Linked DNA regions of Mus musculus: regions 1 and 2 are each linked to region 3. Evidence: chromatin contacts called from public Hi-C data. All regions are on one chromosome and are shown on one strand. The core of a region is the stretch at or near the end of the contact, and the rest is flanking DNA. Distances in the headings are between cores, read along the strand shown.

Region 1 (3,193 bases), core at 306-2,805, 180 kb after region 3:
TCTACAGTGCCAAAACTTCAGAGTGTCAGTGTATAACCCCTTACATGGTTCTCCTTAGAACCATGCCATATTTTTCTATGTCATTAGCAACTCTTTGATCATTTAAATAACATCATCTTCCTAATATTGAACTTTTCAAATTTTGCAAAATTATACTGCTGTAAATAATTCTATATTTTAACATTTATGTATGAATCATTTTCTGATCTAAATTATACCCATCCTTACACATAATTTTTGCAATAAGAATAACACCATTTTTGCTACCTCATAAGACTGAATTTTACTTATTACTTAAAAAGAACATTTTATAAATAGCTGCTTACACCAGCAAACAAGGGAAGACACTAGTAATGTATTGAATTATGTGATGAGAACCTGTTTCTCTCAACTCCCTGAAAACCAAATTGCATTCACTAAAATCTTTTCTGTAGGTGTGCGTGTGCACATGTTTTTGTACTCATGGAGGCTATGCTTGTGGGTGGGTGTTCACATGTGTAAGTCTGAGGTCATCCACAGCTATCAGTCCTCAAGAACTTTCCACCCTGTTTTCTGAGCCATAGTCTCTTAGTAGTATATAGAGCTTGTTGACTTAGCTAGGCCTACAGGCTCAGAGGACTCGGGATCCGCCCATCTCCACTTCTGCATCCTGAGATTATAAGCACATACCGCCACACTGGGGATTTTATGTGCACTCTGCGGCTCAATCTTAGATTTGTGTGCTCATATCCTGAGCCCTCCCACCAGGCCTTCAATGTAAATTCTTCCAAGATAGGGTCTTTTCCTTGGTTTAGGGCCATGTACTGATAATCTAATAGCCCATCTGTTTTGCTTCAGCTTTCCACAAGGAATTTTTCCCATGCTCTTAGCCAATGCACTGCCAAGAATAGGTCTCTCTCTATTCTCCCTCCTCATCTTACTTTGCACAGTATAAACACACGCAGCGTTGTCTTTTCCAAACCCACAATGTATGTTCTCCTTTTTAGGTGCTACTTGGTTGTTCAGCTTTGTGGAACCTGTGGAAACCCTGACAACTTTTTCCTTTCCTTGTGATGTTTTCCCCTCGGTGTCCTTTATTCTAGCATGTCCTAGGATATTGTCTTCTACTATATCCTCAACTAAACATGCATAATTTTCATATACAGATGGATGGCTTGAGAGAAACAAGCCATTGTGTATTTCTAGCCAGACATGCTTTTAAATGAAAACATAAAAGCATTTTAAAAAGTAGTTTTGCTGGCCATCTCTACAAATTCACCCCACAGAAACTAACTTATTTAGTGTGCATATGTGCTGTATGCTCTCAAGTCTGTGAGTTCGAATTCTACGCATCCAAGGAAGCCATGGACCACTATTGGGTACCCTTTTTCTATCGCTCTTTGCCTGATCCAACTGAGAGAAGGTCTTTCGCTGACTCTGGAGCTCAGCTAAAAGCCACAAGCCACAGTGATCCGTCTGTCTCAACCTCCACAGAACTAAGGGTATAAGCAGGGGCAGGGCGATATGCTTGCTCTTTAGATGTGTTCCAGGCATGAACTCATTTCCTTGTGCTTGTGCAACAAGCATTCTTACCTGCTGAGTCATCTCCCTTGCTGCTGAAATGCACTTTGGAGCTTGACCTATATCCTGAGAACTGTCTTTTCCTAGAAATGTATTCAGCTACATCCAGAGATCTATCATCCATTCCTAACACACTACCAGCCTCACTGTAAGTACTTAAAATGTGTATTTCACGGACATCTATCTACTGCATTAGATCAAGATCTCTTAAGATTCCATGATTCAGTGGAGACTACATTCACATCTTTCATCCAGTCAGTGTTCCAGTACCTACTTAGTCATGCACTCAACAATGACTTAACTAAAAACTGCACTGCATTAAGAACCAAACAGCTCTAGAGCAGGGGGTGTCAACCTCTGGATTGTGACGCCTTTGGAGGTCAAATGACCCTTTCACAGAGGTCACATGTCATAAATCCTGCATATCAGATATTTATTTATTCACCACAGTAGCAAAGTTACAGTTATGAATAAGCAATGAAATAATTTTATGATTAGGGATCACCACAACATGAGGAAATTTATTAAAGGGTCATAGCACTAGGACCAATTTAGGTTGAGAACCACTGGTCTAGCGAGAATAAACATTCTTTGCCCTTAGGAACATTACTAACCATTAACCATAATGAGTAAACCAAAAAATGAATTAGATGCTAGGACAGAAGGAAGACAAGACCAGGAATCTAAACAAAAGGCACTTAATAAAGGCAGGCAGAACCTGCTCAGAGAAGGAGGAGCCATGTCAAGACACCAGTAGGAGACTCTTGGTGGATTCTTTTTGCTGGTTTTGTTTTGTTTTGGTCTTCTGTATCTATTCCAGGCTGGTCTTGAACCTGCTATGCATTGAGGATAACCCTGAACTTCTAGTCTTCCCCCGTTCACCTCTGGAAAACTGGGATCACATGCACCACCTGCTGTGATGGAGAGCAAACTCAGGGCTTTGTGCATATGAGGCAAGCCGTCTCCCAACTGATATCTACCCTTAGACACTCTTGGTGTACACGTGGGAGGCCCTTAGCTCCTTCTTTGATCAGAAAGGACTCCTTACTGTTGTGAATAAAGGGTAGTATTCTAAATCTGTGTGCTTTTCTTCACTTCCACAAGAGTATTTGACTATGACAATAAGCACTTTACCATGAGTAGAGGTAAGGCAGCAAGGGAGCCACTGTTCAAGAGATCTCTGTTTTAATCTATGGAGGACTCAACTGAGTTCAGAAACTGTCTTTTCCCCAATGCAATTTCTATCTATGTAGCTGTGAGAGAAGTCCTTGTCATTCTGCTTGTTTGCACATCTACGTGAGCAAATGTAATTTCCTTGAGCTGGTGCATGTTAACTGAATTGGTGAGAAAAGAAGGGAAGTAATTATTCCAACCTAAGTAGATAACAGGACAAAAGGAGCCTGGACCTAGTTGTTTGTCCTTTGGCCCACATTCTTCCCAGGAGTCAAGACTTATGCAACTGTTTGCCTTAGGTGAGGAAAGAAATGTTGTTCACACACACTTTATAGACAGATCTCTGGGTACAAGCATTTTCTCTTGATCAGGGACTGTAGAATGTAACAGTAGTTTTGCATACAGTCCTCTGTAAGTGTAGAGGATAACAAGCAATTACCAGAAAGAGCAGGAAAGTCAA
Region 2 (3,149 bases), core at 267-2,766, 140 kb before region 3:
TCGCACAAAGCCTAAAGTCTTTAACCAATTCAAGTCCAATTATTATCAGTTACATCCCATGCCTTCCCCCCACCCCCAGACCCAGACTTCCTAGTGGTAACTGAAGGGTGGGGGTGGGGGCCAGTCTAAAAGTAAAAGCTATGGATGCTAAGCCTCTAGTTCTTTTAGCCCCCCAAAGCATCTCAGTCAACCTTCACATAAAATACAGTCCAAACCAAAAGAAAAAAGAAAAAAAAATGCTCAACAAACTCTGAAAGACTTTGGTGGGTGCCTCCTGGCGCTCCTCTTTCCTCTTTCACTAGGCCATGAAAAGTTTAAGTGGCCCCCACCCCAGAGTGTTTTCTGTAAGGAAGGGGGAAAGGGAGGGGGGTACCCAAATCTTTGAGATTCACACACAAAGAACAGCTCGCTAGAAAAGCTCCTAAAACAATATTCTCGCCCCCTGAGAACGTCTGTTGGGACCTCGTTTCTAAAAATCCCTGCTCACCTGCAAAAGACTTCAACCATCTCACCGGCATTTCTGCAGCTAAATAACAAAAGAACACTCCATTGAAAGTCCCCTGTCTTTAAAGAGAAAGCTACACTCCGGGGCTTCCTCTCCCTTCTTTCTCTGGCTTGTTAACTCCGTTCCTACTGTTAGTAATTTGAAAGAGGTCGGCAGAGGGGATGGGGGCTAGGGTGAGGGAAGGGTCGGATTGCCACGCTCCGGAGGAGCGCCAGGCACCACGCTGCCTTCTGAAGCCCGCGGGTCCAGCCATACCTTGGTTTGGAGGTACTGAGGACAGTAGTACGTGTACTGGGGGTACATTTGTGGCTGATCCAGGCGTTTGCCCATGTAGCTGGGATCTTTATCTCCGAGGCAGGAAACTGAATAACAGGGTGTATGATGCCCCAGGCAAGCGAGCTTCTTTCTCTTAATCCACTGTCCCTGGCAGTCTGCGTGACTGCTGAGGCTTCTCAGACTCCAGCCTCACTAGTTCCAACACCGTGAGGAATTTAAAACAACCCAAAAAACCAAAGCAAAGCAAAACAAAAGAACCAAAAAGAAAAGAGAAAAAGAAAAAGAAAACAAAAACAAAAACAGATGGGGGTTGAGATCTGTAGCGGAAACCCCCAGACTGCTTCCCCAGTTCTTGCCTGCCTGGTTCCTCCCAGCTGCCCGGTCCAGTCCGGATGAAGCAGTTTGCTCTGTGACCAGCCTGTCTCTAGTGGTGTCAATCGCAGGCGCTTGTAAAGGCGAAGGAGGAGAAAAAAAGAAATAGATCCTTTAGCACAACTCGGAATCCTTGCAGTACAGCTTTCGTTCTCTCCCGTGTCTCTTTCCCACCGCGGAAAAAGGAAATTTTAATAAAAAGAAGAAAAAAGGAAAAGAAACAACGGACAAAAAGAAAAAGAACGGAAAGGAAAAAAAACCGGGAAAAAAAGAAAAAGAAAAAAGAAAAAAGAAAGAAAAGAAAAAGAAACCCGTGCAGGCTTAGTTGCTGCTGTCTGGTTCCCAGAGTGACATGGTGTGTTCCAGCTGGCCTTGCCCCTCTCACTCACTTCCCCTCCTTCCAGCCAGTGGGTGGAACTGAGAGAGCCTCTCCAGGGAGCCGGGCACGCAGTCCAGAAGGCTGCAGTATTTCCTCCAAGGGGGGAAAAAGAAGATGAAAAAGAAGAAGAAAAAGAAAGAAAGAGGCTGCTGCCACCCCTCTGCTAGCTATCTGGAATAGCACAGTGAGCAGCGTCTGCAGCCGAGCCGCGGGTGGAACCGAACCCCAGCTTCTCTGTGAAGTGCCTGGGTGGGGCATGGCCCAGCCTCCCTGCCCTGCTCCGACCAGGGCTCCCAAGCTCCCAAGCTGCTTCTCCTCTTCAATCGCCAAGTTCCCAGAGGTGAGGCATGGCATTGATGAACAAAACAGACCCTGCCCTGCGAGGGGAGCATGAGGGAAGGAGAAGTGTGTGTGTGTGTGTGTGTGTGTGTGTGTGTGTGTATTTACACACACATGCCAACCTTTCTAGTTAAGTAGGGAGAAAAGTGTATTCAAGGCTTTTTCAAAATCTGTTAACACATTAAAAGCCAGATGAACCGAGGACCTGAAGATGAAACCAATGTTTTGGGGGATGCTCAAGAGAGGAGAAAAAGTGGGGATTCTCAGCTGGGTACCTCTGTGGGGAAGCCAAGCCCCATCTCAACAAGGGGGTTGCCTTAACTATCACAAATAATTGTGTTGTGGCTTTATCCATCTCTTAAAAACGAAATCAAAGTGATCTTTACATTTATTCGCTTATTGGAGAATAAAATAACCTCTCTCTCTCTCTCTCTCTCTCTCTCTCTCTCTCTCTCTCTCTCTCCTTCTCTTACTTGCTCTTTCTTAATGCTTTCGTGGCTCTGTAAGTATTGCACACAAAAAAATTGAACAAAAACTCATAATTACTTGTCAGAGTTTTTCCCCCCACCAGTAATAATATTCCGACACGTCGATCAGCTGCTACATTATAATACAGATTGTTTCAGAGAAGATAGATCTCCTTAAAGGGTTTCTCTGCAAGGCGGCGGTGAGGCTAAAATTAGCTGTGCCAGCTGTGTTTTGCTGGGAGTGCTCACGCATGCCCGGAGCGTGGGCAGCCAGCCTCTGTGCCTCTCCACTCCCCCAAGTCTGCCGAACACTCCAGCCGTCCTTTCAGATAAAAGACTCCAGGTACAAAGGCAGTTTCCTCACATGGAGGGAGAATTGAAACTGCAATACACAGGATGCCACCTCTGCTTTAAGTCCCGCCTGCCACTCATGGGGTAACAACCTAGGCTCCTGTGCTCCTTAGCTCCAGGAAGCTCAGTTCTGAAGTCTGGGTACCAGCAGAAAGACAAGGACACGGAGACATCACATTGGGTTTTATGTCGATTCTCTCTCTCTCTCTCTCTCTCTCTCTCTCTCTCTCTCTCTCTCTGTGTGTGTGTGTGTGTGTGTGTGTGTGTGTGTTTCTCTTTTTTAAAAGACAGGGTCTCAGATACCCCAAGCTGCTCTTAAAACTTGCTGTGAAACGGAATGATTTTGGCTTCTGATTCTCCTGCCTTCCATCGCCCAGCACTGGTATTGAAGGCATAAATTAATGAATGAACCAGGTTCCTGTGGGCACTGGCTGTGGAACCTAGGACCCTGCCCACAATG
Region 3 (3,161 bases), core at 601-3,100:
CCCATATCTAGTAAAACTCCCAATTGACCACTCACTCCTGAACATGGCCGCTCTAGCATTATGCTTACCTGGCGTTTTCTGTAAGACTTAGATCACATTAGTCACTGACTATGCAACATTTTTATTCATGTCTCCTCATACTCAAAACAAGATGCAAAGCAGTCAATTTGCCAATGCCCTAAATGTGTTATGGTTAAGAGCTGAAAGCTGAGACTCTAACAAGTCTCTCTCATCCACCTCCTCTTGCTGAAAATTCAACTTAACACTGAGGGAAGGTATTTGAGATCCCAGACAGCAACCCAGAGCCATCCACTTGTGATTTAGTGGGACACAGTGTCAGTCAATACTCCCTTCTGCTGCAGAGACCGAAACCTTGGGAGTGGGGGCTGCTAGGAAGAGGTAGGACCTTTATTATAACCCAAGTATGTATGGCAACATTTGACAATTTCAAATGAGATCTTCCCCAGATTTCCAATATTACCAAAGCTGTAGTAGAACCTACAGACCACCATCTGCAAAACCAAGTCCTTCACCCTGCCCTCTACACCTAGAGCTACAGGAGGTGTGAGCCATCGTGTGCGTGGTGAACATCAATCCTGAGTTCTCTGGAAAGTAAGTGGTCTTAACCACTGAGCCATCTCTCTGGCCCCATCCAGGTTTATATAGCTTCTTTTTTTTTTCAGTAAGATAGAAGGGGGGGGGAAGAAGAAGAAAAAACTAAAGGAGCCGAATATAATGCCATCTTTCAATAGAAGATGATCAGAAGTTCCAGGTCTAGCAATCAGAGGCTGGGAGAAGAATCTATCCCAGCAAAAGCTGTGAAGGTTCACAGTCTCTGTATTGCCCACCTGTACCAGAAATGAGTTCCTGCACCATGGATCGTAACCAGTTCAACAGGGACAAGATGCTATTGGAATTCAATAAATTGTAAGTTATTTTACCTTGAAAATTTTCTAAGCATCTGACTTATAGTTCTTATAGACAAACAGTATCTTAATCCCTTTGACCAAAGTGGTGCAGAGCCCACACTGCAAAATACCGTTAAATGGTTACACTTTTCACTCGTCTCAATTGTTCTTAATTAAGGATGTGCCTCTTCATTACCAAGAAGAGCTAAGAAGCATGGCTCCGTCCAAGTTCCTCTAATTTCTGTTAAGTGTGCACGCGTGCTCACTTCAAAAGTTTGAAGAGATGTTAATAACGCTGCTCACTAGGACGGAGGCGAGAGGCAGATAGCAAAACACATTCCTGTGAAGAAATGCAGTTGCGCCTAGAGCTCCATCTGTACCCACACTCCACACACACACACACACACACACACACACACACACACACACACACACAATTTGTATGTTGCACCAACAGAATGCAGATATTTTATTAGCATTGGGCCAAATAGTCATTTATAAATAAATCCCCAACATCCTAAACAAGGACAGCTAAAACATTTTATGAGAATTCTCCAGTCTCTGAAATAAAAGTACCACTGACCCCTCCTACGCTGTCATTATTTATTTTCCTGATATATCATTCATCTTATAAAAACAGAGTAAAAAGGAAATAGCCCATTTTCCCAATCTTCAAGGATGTTTTGAAGACGTTGCCCTTAAAAAAGGGCAGATTTCTCTGCGGTTTCCTTGCCAAGATCGGTTCAATCACTTTCTTGCAATTTTCTGCAAGAAAACACTGCAAGGCAAACATCAGTGATCCAGCATCAGGCGACTTTCCCTCCTTGATAATAAATATGTCAGTTTGGAGCCGGCTCACAGAGAATCCAGACAGCCCCTAGCTGGCCTTGTTCCAAGAGCGAAGCGTGTGGTTGAGAAGAGGCCCTCAGCTCTGTCACACGCAGACTTCTGTCTACCCCTACCGTCTGCAGCTTGGAAACAGAAGTGGTGGCTATTACAGACTTGTCTTGGGGCACTGGTGTGAGACGTCTTTGTTAAGTACCATGTACAGTCAACAGAAAGCATCCTGCATTGAGTGGAGATGGATCCTCTGAAAACGGCATTTCGTGTTACGTACTAGAGAGTGAACAAGACTTGTGGCCACTCTTTGTCAGATTAGAAGTTATAAATGCAGCACCAGGACAAACAATTCAGATTCTCTTTCTGGATGATATCACATCTTTTCTGAGGGTGTCTGCTATGCTGGTCAGTACACAAGCATCTTGTTATCTTATGTTACTTGTTTTAAAATATGTTTCTGATTGAAATAAAATCACATTACTTCTAACTTCCCTTCCCTACCCTCCTTCACACGTCTCTCAGTCCACCCCTTTCCAGGTGATAGCCCTGTTCTTTGATTACTATTGCACATACATATTATATGCAAATATATTAATAATATTAAACATATAATATGTATATTTTTTTGAGCTGACCACTCTGTATTAGACAATCAATGAGAGGCCTCATCCCTGGGAGTGGCTATTCTCCTCTTAATAGTAATTAGTAGCTGCAGTTCTAGGGGTGAGATCCACTGAAAACTCTCCCTTCCATGTTACTGTGTCCATTGATATTGTCCTTATTGGAGTTTTGATTATGAAGCCTTTTCTAGGATATTTCAATCAAATTTATTTAGGCTTGTTTGGTTTGGTTTGGTTTGGTTTGGTTTTTGTTTTGGTTTTGGTTTTTGCTTTTGTTTTGGTCTTGGTCTTGGTCTTGGTCTTGGTTTGGTTTTGGTTTTGGTTTTGGTTTTGGTTTTGGTTTTGGTCTTGGTCTTGGTCTTGGTCTTGGTCTTGGTCTTGGTCTTGGTCTTGCTCTTGGTCTTGGTCTTGGTTTTGGTTTTTTCAGAGGCTAGGTCTCATGTAGCTCAAGATGGCCTTAAACTCCCTACATAGCCATAGTCAAAGCTGGTCATGAACTCCTGACCCTCCTACCTCCGCCACCCTGAGTACTGGGCTACAAGCTTTCACCCTCGTGCCTGGTTTATGTGGTGCTGAGGGCTGAAGCTAGAGCTTCACTCATGAAGCACCAAACTGACAAAGCTGTATCTCAGTGTCATCTTCTATGTAAGTCACTTGTTTTAGGGCTCAGCTGAAAGCCCAGGCCTGGAGCACCTGGCCGTCTTTCCTAAGCTCTCTGAAACTTAATGATTCAATAAGTGGAGTTTATCTAATGGGAAGAAGGCACTGAGGAACATTTAGTAGGGGACTCCTG

The links. A called contact is a pair of places that touch in the nucleus more often than the background predicts.
Region 1: a Hi-C map of the N1E-115 cell line shows a contact between it and region 3, with 2.3 times the contacts expected there. The contact joins two enhancer-like sites. A contact is called at or near these places in 4 of 484 Hi-C or Micro-C datasets (the N1E-115 cell line, muscle stem cells, nephron progenitors and 1 more).
Region 2: a contact with region 3 is called in a Hi-C map of the N1E-115 cell line, with 10 times the contacts expected there. The contact joins the promoter of Rbms3 here to the enhancer-like site in region 3. A contact is called at or near these places in 7 of 484 Hi-C or Micro-C datasets (the N1E-115 cell line, adipose-derived mesenchymal stem cells, cortical neurons and 2 more), 3 of 115 datasets of contacts at active chromatin or transcription factors (embryonic limb bud and neural progenitor cells) and 1 of 9 other capture datasets (adipose tissue).

What each region holds. Positions count from the first base shown.
Region 1 is chr9:117,569,811-117,573,003 of GRCm38.p6, forward strand. It overlaps a transcript of Rbms3 not described here. Among named protein-coding and RNA genes, the nearest start is that of Gm39450, 150 kb to the right of the region's middle. Within about 2 kb of position 1,556, at least 50 of the 459 cell types and tissues checked have an H3K27ac peak or open chromatin away from gene starts, as enhancers often do. A contact at or near this core is called in the N1E-115 cell line and uterus, where this site is marked.
Region 2 is chr9:117,250,967-117,254,115 of GRCm38.p6, forward strand. Rbms3 (RNA binding motif, single stranded interacting protein) reads right to left here and starts at 1,517. Exons shown (of 15, transcript NM_001172123.1): 1 at 761-1,517. The coding sequence starts at 835. It overlaps Gm17396 (predicted gene, 17396), which reads left to right and starts at 1,567. Exons shown (of 2, transcript NR_166691.1): 1 at 1,567-1,872; 2 at 2,379-3,149.
Region 3 is chr9:117,392,556-117,395,716 of GRCm38.p6, forward strand. It overlaps a transcript of Rbms3 not described here. Among named protein-coding and RNA genes, the nearest start is that of Gm39451, 80 kb to the left of the region's middle. Within about 2 kb of position 1,851, at least 22 of the 459 cell types and tissues checked have an H3K27ac peak or open chromatin away from gene starts, as enhancers often do. A contact at or near this core is called in the N1E-115 cell line and uterus, where this site is marked.